Linked DNA regions of Mus musculus: all the other regions are linked to region 3. A link is a contact called in public Hi-C and promoter capture Hi-C data. All regions are on one chromosome and are shown on one strand. Each heading gives the region's core, a stretch centred on a gene start, on an enhancer-like site or on the middle of the called end of the contact. The rest is flanking DNA. Distances are from core to core; before and after follow the strand shown. Region 1 holds the start of Ero1a (endoplasmic reticulum oxidoreductase 1 alpha). Region 2 holds the start of Mettl17 (methyltransferase like 17). Region 3 holds the start of Tmem260 (transmembrane protein 260).

Region 1 (2,700 bases), core at 11-2,510, 3.1 Mb before region 3:
TCATTTGCCTGAGGACCCGAGGTGGATCCCGGTGTCCCATGTGGTGGTTGGGGAGAGGTTCCTGCAAGCTGTGGACTAAAAGCACCCCCTACAATGCGTACATTCACAGGTACAATATACATACCCACAAAACAAACCTGTATTTTAAACATCGTAAAGAACAGTAATGAACAAGTCGAGGGGGAAAGGGTGCTGGCCAGCGCCAGGTGTGGTCGTGAACGTCTGTTTAACAATACAATTTACATATTAAGTATCTCAGTAATAAAATGATCTAATACACTTTTAAACAGAAGAAAGTCTGGGGAACCGCTAATATTCGAGAGTTCTTCCAGGCTTTACAAGAAAGCACTAAGAGACTAGCACATCGACTGAATATGATACTTCTGGGTATTTCCAAGCTGTTAGCATTTCCTTAAGACAGCAAAATGAAATTCACAGTTATTTCAATGCGCCTAGCCTAAACGGCCTCATACAAAATTTACAGGCTACACTAAGAAAATAAAATTCTTTGAATGTTTTGCTCACGGAACCCACATCTCCTACAGAAGTAAATAATCACAGCTCATAATCAAACTTGAATACAGAAGAGCTAGGGCCTACCTCGGATTCCGCAAAGGAAGTGTCAGTATACGAGAATAAGCTTCAGGGGCAAGGTGCACCATACACAGGCCGAGAAGTCACAGGACAACAACAGCCGCAAAGACACCAGGCAGTTAGATCAGGCCACCCAAAGAGCCCCTCAAGGTCATTCAACCTCTTGACAACGACAAGACCTAAAGAACAACTAGTCTCCCCAAGAGTCCATATCGGGAACAGAAAGGCTGGGGACGTCCCCGGCACCGCTCGCACGAGGTGCCCAGGTGCCGGGTCCATTCAGAACCCCCGGTCCTGTGGACACGGAGCAGCCAAGGCAGGATGCAAGGAAGCAGTGTGACAAGCTGGCCAGGCGCCCACGCCCATCGAAGGGTGCCCCGTCCCGGGGCGATCGGGAACGCGGTGCGGGCCGCGCATCAGGATCGCCGGCGCCCGGAGATGCGCAGCCCCTGGGCCGCCCGCGCGCCTCACCTGGCAGAAGCAGCGCTGTGCCGCTGTCTCCGGCCGCCGCTCCTCGCCGTGGCCCAAGCGCAGCAGCCACACGACGCCCAGGAGTCCAACGAGCAAGCCCCAGGCGCGGCCCATCGCCGCTCGCCGCCCACCGCCCTCTACCCGCGCCGCCGTGCTTGGCTCCCCGGCGCAGGCCGCGCGCCCGCTGAAGTAGCCTGCGCCGGCCCCGCCCCGCGCTCCGCCCTGCGCCCTCCGCGCTCCCGCCTCCCCTGCGGACGTGCAGCGGCGCGCGCCTCTGTCCACGCGAGCCTCGGGCGGCCGCCTTCCTGCGCGCCCCGCTCACGCACCCGCCTCCGGTACACCTGGCCTGCAGCTCGTCCGGCGCAAAGACGCGGTCCTTCCGGGGTCGGGGTATCCCCCGAGCCACACTGCCCGGGGCCTGCGCCGTCCTGCCCGCCCCGCCCCGGAGCTCACGCCAGCCAGCCCATCCTTTCTCAACACTAGGAAATCCCGAGCCTGGGTTACGTGTCCGCCGTGCTCTGGCTGCCTAAGCCTTTTAAAAGGATGTTGGAGTTCATCTCGGGGAGCACGGCCGTACACACGATTCAGTGGCTTTCTAGTTTTTCCCTTCCTACATCCTACAAAGGGAACAGGTGAAATTGGTTTCCAAAGGGCTGTGCACCGCGGCTTACACCTATAATCCAACACTCCAGAGACTGTGGCAAGAGGATTGCTCAATGTCAAAGACAGCTTGAGCTACATACTTCCTGCCCTATAGAGTTAGGCTCTATTTTATAAATAAATGTTTAAATATAATAATAAAAACATGTTTTTATTAAACTAGCATAGAGAAGATATTAGCTCAATGTGTAGTCCCGATTTGTTCATAAAAAATTGACTCCTTTTTTGCTGTATTTTATGCGAATTAGGCATATTTCACAAGCTAGAGAGCAATGTGGTAAAGACTATTCAATCTCTCGTTTCATAAGTGGAAATGGGGAAAGCTGTTGCTAAGAACTGGAGTCAGGCAGTGAGAAGCCTTGCTTAGCCTGTTATCTATAGCATGCACTGTACACAGAGTAAGATAATATGGCCTTATAAGCTAATATTGTCTTCACGATAGCTATATTCCAGCTCATACTTACCTTTTCTAGAACCAGATCATAGTGTCTCTGTTACAGGTGTTTTTGCTGGTGTTCTTTTCACACTGTTCCAGATTAAAAGCAAGTTTCCATTCAATTCACTTTGCAATGCCGAGCTTGGCCTTGGAAGTACACAGGTGCATCGGCTCCATAAAACTGACAATGTCGTCAGTTTTCTTGGCTTCGTTGTCTCGTTTAGCTTGGGGTAGTGCATTTTTATTTTGATGAAGGGTCTCACTGTGTATTCCTGACTGGTCTGGAACTTACACTGTGGACCACGCTGGCCTCGAACAGGCAGAAATCAATTCACCTCTGCCTCCCTAGACCTGAGATTAAACACCTGTTGCCACCACAACCAGTCTTCCAGTCTTATTTTTAGTTCACTAATAATTGTGTGTAAGATATGTTTTCAATCCATATGTACATTGTAGGAAGACTCAATCACACTAATATATCCATCACCTCACCAGCTTGACTTTTTCTTACAAGAATGTTTAAAAAAATAAGTCTATTA
Region 2 (2,700 bases), core at 108-2,607, 3.4 Mb after region 3:
CGTACATACACACTCCCTCGAGTCTCCAGAGAGTCATTGGATAAAATCAAACCTCTACTACCCACATAAGACAAACCAAGCATCTAAGAATCCAGCTCACACAGATACCCATATATGGTCCTGTAACTTTTCTAATTGGACTGAAGACTATAGAGTACTCTTCGTCCTGTCAGCTAACTTCTGCCCCCAAGAGGCTAAAGAGGAAACCACAGCTGGGTAAAGTACTGCTGCCGGGACCCAAGAATTTACAGGTCCATGAGTCTTTTTTTTTTTTTTTTTTAAAGATGTATGAGTGCTCTGCTGCATATACATCCACAGGCCAGAAGAGGGCATCAAATCCCCTTACAGATGGTTGTGAGCCACCATGTGATTGCTAGGATTTAAACTCAGAACCTCTAGAAGAGCAATCAGTGCTCTTAACCGCTGAGCCATCTCTCCAGCCCCAGGTTTTGGGGGGTTTTGTTGTTGTTGTTGTTGTTTCCCCACACACACACTGATTAACCCTTCGAACATTTAGCTTAAAATTCTCCATTTGCATTTCAAGGACCAACAATACCCAGTACGGTGCATTGTTTAAAAATGTAACTCTGACTTTCGACTCCCTAGCACTTAATTCAGCTATCACCTATTAAGTTCATGAACTTGGGTAAATTAACCACGTGAAAAATTAAGTTAGCAACAGATGTTTGTGGAAATAAGATGGCGGGAATTCGGTGTGCTACGTGGGAAGCTCTTGATAGAAAACCTGGAGCAAACTCGCAGACAACAAATGTGAAAAAAAAGTAAGCTAATTTTTATATTTATTAATTTGCAAACTGTAATAGTTATTAGCGCTCATCGTTGACTGCCTAAATCTGATTTTTGTTATGGTCTTGTCCCGTCTCACAAAGGGAAACTAGCCACGGTTCAGAATTCTACAGCACCAAATGAAAACAAAGAAAGTCCACACTTTCCTTTTCACCTGCCTACCCCACTCTCAGCCCCACTCCTGCCCCCACCCCCGCCCAGCCCTGCCCCCGCCTCTGTCCTCCCAAGTCCCACTCCCTACCACCCCCCCACGTCCCCTTCTATCTCCCCACCCCAGTGAGACTGCTTCCCCCTCCACGCCGCCCCCATCTCCCTACTCCCCCAACCCCTCTCCCTCCTACCCCACTAGCCCCCCCTAACCCGTGAGACTGATCCCTCCCCATCACAAAACACGCCCAAGCCGGGTTGGTCTCGCCCGCAGCCACGCTCAGCATTGAGACCACGCCCCTTCTGAAGGCTAAGCCCCTCCCACGAACGGCCTTCTTCGCAGAGACGTACATAAGGTACATAAGGTCGCTTATTGGCTGTTAGCAAATACTCCCTCTTCTCATTAGTTGATACCGTCCGGGTCGAAGTTCCACGGAAGATGCTCTTAGCTGCTTGGGCTGAGGGTTACAGGCATGTGTACTTCCGTTTCCGGTGTGTCCTGAAGCCATGGCCACCGCCAGGACACCGAGATTTCTGCTGCTGTTCTGCAGATCCTGCCGCAGCCTTCGAGGACCCCAGTCCCGAGTAAGTGCATCTTCCTCTGCTGGCGGAGAACTGGGTTTCCAGAGACATCTCTCGGAGGAGGAGCGACCTCGGCGATGCCTCGGGCAGCAAGCACCTGCAACCATTCTGTTTCTTTCGCTGTCTGCAGGCATACGCCGCCCTTGTGCCCGGTGTGTCCCAGGTAGACAACGGGTCGGATTTCCTGGGGAAGAAGCCCCATCGAAAGCATCCCGGCATCCTGCATCTTCCGCACGTCCAGCTGCCGCAAGCACTGGCTGACGCCGCACAGTTAATGCTTTTTGGTGAGAAACTGCGGGAAGGGGAAGCCAGATAAAACCAAACGAGGCCAGCACGCAGCGATGACCCTTTCCATCTGTGACCACAGAGAGACCCATGCGCAGTGTAGAGAAGCAGGTGCAAGCACTCACCAACTATCTCTGGAGCCGACATTTACCTGTAGAGCCGGAGGAGTTGCAAAGACGGGCTGCGTATCTTGAGAAAAAATTCCTGGAAAAACAAGGTAGGGCTTAAAACTAAAAGGCAAACCAGATTAAAATGTCAACGAGAAATTAGGATCAAAGAATAATTTAAATCTCTCAGATAAATACTGCTGTTTCTCATTTGATGCTGTAGTAACAGCCCTACTAGATGATGCCCTGCTAAGAAGGTAGGTTGGGCCAGAGGTTGCCCTTGGAGATTGGGTAAAGGTCAGAAGTTTTGGTCTTTCGGGTTTTTTTATAAAAAATTTCCCCTCCACCGCTGCAAGTCAAAGAGATTATGACTATATTTTGATTCAGGTAAGTAAAGGCCATATGGCAGGCAGTTCAGTAAACACGAAACCCCACCTCGGATAGAAAATTATTACATTTCAGATTATTTTTAAGACTATGGACTTCATATTGTAAATTTGCCTTTTATTCTTGTATTCCCTGCACGTCCCACAGTACCTGGTTCAGGGTAGTGTCTTAGTGTTCTATTGTTGAAGAGATACCATAATCACGGCAACTCTTAGAAAAGAGAGCTTTTAACTGGGGCTGGCTTACAGTTTCAGAGGTTTAGTCGGTTGTCAGCATGACAGCATGCAGGCAGGCATGGTGCTGAAGAAATAGCTGAGAGTTCTGCATCTGCATCGGGAACTGCAGGAACAGAGCGAGACTCTGGGCTTCTCATGGCCTTTTGAAA
Region 3 (2,700 bases), core at 158-2,657:
AAACAAAAAACAAAAACACCACCACCACTAACAACAACAACAACAAAAAAACCCAAGGTGGGCAGCTATAGTTGAAGACATCCAAAATTGACCTCTGGTCTCTACATGTACAGACTTGGACAACTCCCCTCCCCACCACACACACACATTGTCACATATGAACACACATACATACAAGATAATCCTGGACAAGCTGTCTAGTTGAAAGGTGTATTTCTCATGATCTCTTGCTACCAAGAAAAGCATTTTCCTCAATGGACGTCAATGGAGAACTTGCTACCATGTCTCCCAGCCATGAAAATCTCTCCCAAATAAACTGCTTCTTCTATAAGTTTCACTGGTCATAGTGTTTTCTCATGCAATAAGGAAAGTACACTGCCCAACCCCTGTGTCCCAGGAGCTCAGATGATAAAGCATTTTATAAACACCAGGAAAAGACTAAGATAGGTGGGCACAATTACTGCCTATCAACTTCACAGCCTGGACACAGTGTTCCTGTCAGACTGCAAATAGCACATTTGTGAATGTTGCCCATTTCCCGTGTATTCTGACACAGATTCTAAGGAGGTTGCCCGCTCCCTTCCCAGACTGAATAATTGCTAAAATAATGCAAACTGCAAGCTTAAAATGTTTACTAGCCTAGCCTGCATGAGGCCCTAGATTCAATTCTCAGCAGTGTGCTGTGTATTGTCTAGTAGCTCCCATCTCTTTCTACATTCCATTTGCATTATTTATGTGGGCTCTTGATTTCATTTTCCACTTTTAGAGCAAAAAAAACAAAAAAACAAAAATCATTCTTCTTCATTTAAGTAGGAGACACTCTTATCATGAAGAGTTAATTTTGTTAACTCAAGTATTTCAACTCACCTACTGAGTTCTCATGTTAAAAAAAGGCTAATTAGCACATTTTAATATCTTAAAATTAGTGAATTAATAATTAGCATATGGATTTACATTAATTTTAATGAGGCAAGGCTCTATAAATACATAGCCGCGATCAATGAGTCCACTGAAAAATATAATAGCAATTAATGTATTTGTGGCTTACTACATGGTTGGAACCCTTCCTTGTTGGGTTTCTAGGGGGCTCTCTTATGCAGTTCCACCCCACGCCACAGGGGGCAGAGCAGCGCTTTCTGGCTCACCGTTATCCACGCCACTTCCGTCTCTTTTGGAACGGACCAAGTCAGTGCGGAAAGGGGGAGAGAGACTGCATAGTGCGAGTAGGCCTGGCCCATGATTGATGTCGTTGGGAATTATGCTCCCTTGTGATTCGTTACTTCAAAGCACACTGACGCAGACACAGTACCACGCGCAGTGACCCCCAGAAGACTCCTAAGCCGTGCCGGAGTGCGCCCGCCATCTCCTCCTCCCCGACCTGGCGGGCGAAGGTATGGTGCGCTCGGCCCTGCTAGACCGGAAGCCGGCGCGGGCTGTGCGCGCCTCTCGGCCAGGGAAGGTCCGCACCGCTGCGAGGGGTCACGGTCCGCGAGCTGCGCGCGTCCGGGCCCATGGGTCTCCATGGCGACGGCGGGAGCCCGGCAGCCGGAGCGGGGCCGTGGCGCTCCGGGGCCCTCCGCGGCAGCGTGGCCGTGTTCGCCTCCGTGGCTGCCGTGTTCACCCTCACGCTGCCCCGCTCGCTGCCTGGGGGAGACTCGGGTAAAGTACTCGCAGGCCGCCCTCCTCCCCGCCCCCCTGCCTCCGGGTGCCGCCGCCTCGGTGTCCCGGCCCCGCGTCCCCTCGCTGGAGCTCCGTGCACGGTTCTGAATTCCAGAACCAGTTCTCTTTCCGGTTCTGGATCTTGGTCTCTGTGTTCTCGAGCTGCTCAGCCGATGAAATTTAACCACTGTCCACTTTGCCCGGATCGTTGTTACCTGTATCACCTGTCGTGCCCTTACAGTGTCACAGACAAAAAAAGATTGACAGTAGTTAACAAATAGCATGGAGCGTTCTACTGTGTTTAGAGACGACACAACGGGTTATTAAATAAACTACATTTTAAGTAGTGGTGAGTTACGGAGGCACTAAGGGAGAATGTGGTTGGAGTGGTAATGAGTAGATTCCTCAGAAGGTCAGGAAAGGCTACCTTGGAGGTGTATTAGTTAGAACCTGAATATTAAGGAACCAGCCATGCAGAAAATTTAGAGGGGAACTCATAAAAGGGAATGCAACTGAAAGCACCCCTCTTCCTGTGAAAATGAAAGACAGGTTTCACACAGATTAAGCTAGGGCATACTTTTCACATATCTGAGTCTAGAAACAAGTCCCTGGTTTGGTTTGGTTTTTACAGCCAGATAAAGTGATCAATAATTTCTCATAATAATCAGCCGTGTTTTCAGAATGGTTCTGTAATGGAACAGTCAAACCGTTTCCTGAAGAGCCCATGAGCTGTTTATAATTTCACTACCTGACAAGTTCACCCGGATTTGGTGGCTGCAGGGGGGAGCATTTATCATCTGTCTGTGGATCAGTATCTCTAGGTGCAGTTTAGCCGGATTCACTAACACAAGACAAGGTGGGGGCCAGGGTTGCAACTTCTCAGGACCCTGTTTAGGGAGTATCTACTTCCAAACTTAAGTCTAGCCCTATATCCCATGTGGCTCTCTTCATAAAATAGCTGATTCCTGTCAAAAGCAAGAGAGCATTCTGTCACCTCTGTCATTTTTGAGACCTAATCCTGGAAGTGATATGCCACTGCCC

Evidence for each region. Promoter capture Hi-C pulls out the DNA fragments that hold promoters and counts their contacts. A called contact is a pair of places that touch in the nucleus more often than the background predicts.
Region 1: a promoter capture Hi-C map of pre-B cells shows a contact between it and region 3. The contact joins the promoter of Ero1a here to the promoter of Tmem260 in region 3. A contact is called at or near these places in 2 of 39 promoter capture datasets (liver and pre-B cells) and 1 of 484 Hi-C or Micro-C datasets (uterus).
Region 2: a contact with region 3 is called in a Hi-C map of B cells, with 6 read pairs. The contact joins the promoter of Mettl17 here to the promoter of Tmem260 in region 3. A contact is called at or near these places in 1 of 39 promoter capture datasets (pre-B cells) and 1 of 484 Hi-C or Micro-C datasets (B cells).

Annotation. Positions count from the first base shown.
Region 1 is chr14:45,317,312-45,320,011 of GRCm38.p6, forward strand. It overlaps Ero1a (endoplasmic reticulum oxidoreductase 1 alpha), which reads right to left and starts at 1,261. Exons shown (of 16, transcript NM_015774.3): 1 at 1,066-1,261. The coding sequence starts at 1,179.
Region 2 is chr14:51,883,485-51,886,184 of GRCm38.p6, forward strand. Mettl17 (methyltransferase like 17) reads left to right here and starts at 1,358. Exons shown (of 14, transcript NM_001029990.1): 1 at 1,358-1,539; 2 at 1,667-1,820; 3 at 1,904-2,038. The coding sequence starts at 1,462.
Region 3 is chr14:48,444,945-48,447,644 of GRCm38.p6, forward strand. It overlaps Tmem260 (transmembrane protein 260), which reads left to right and starts at 1,408. Exons shown (of 16, transcript NM_172600.4): 1 at 1,408-1,659. The coding sequence starts at 1,512.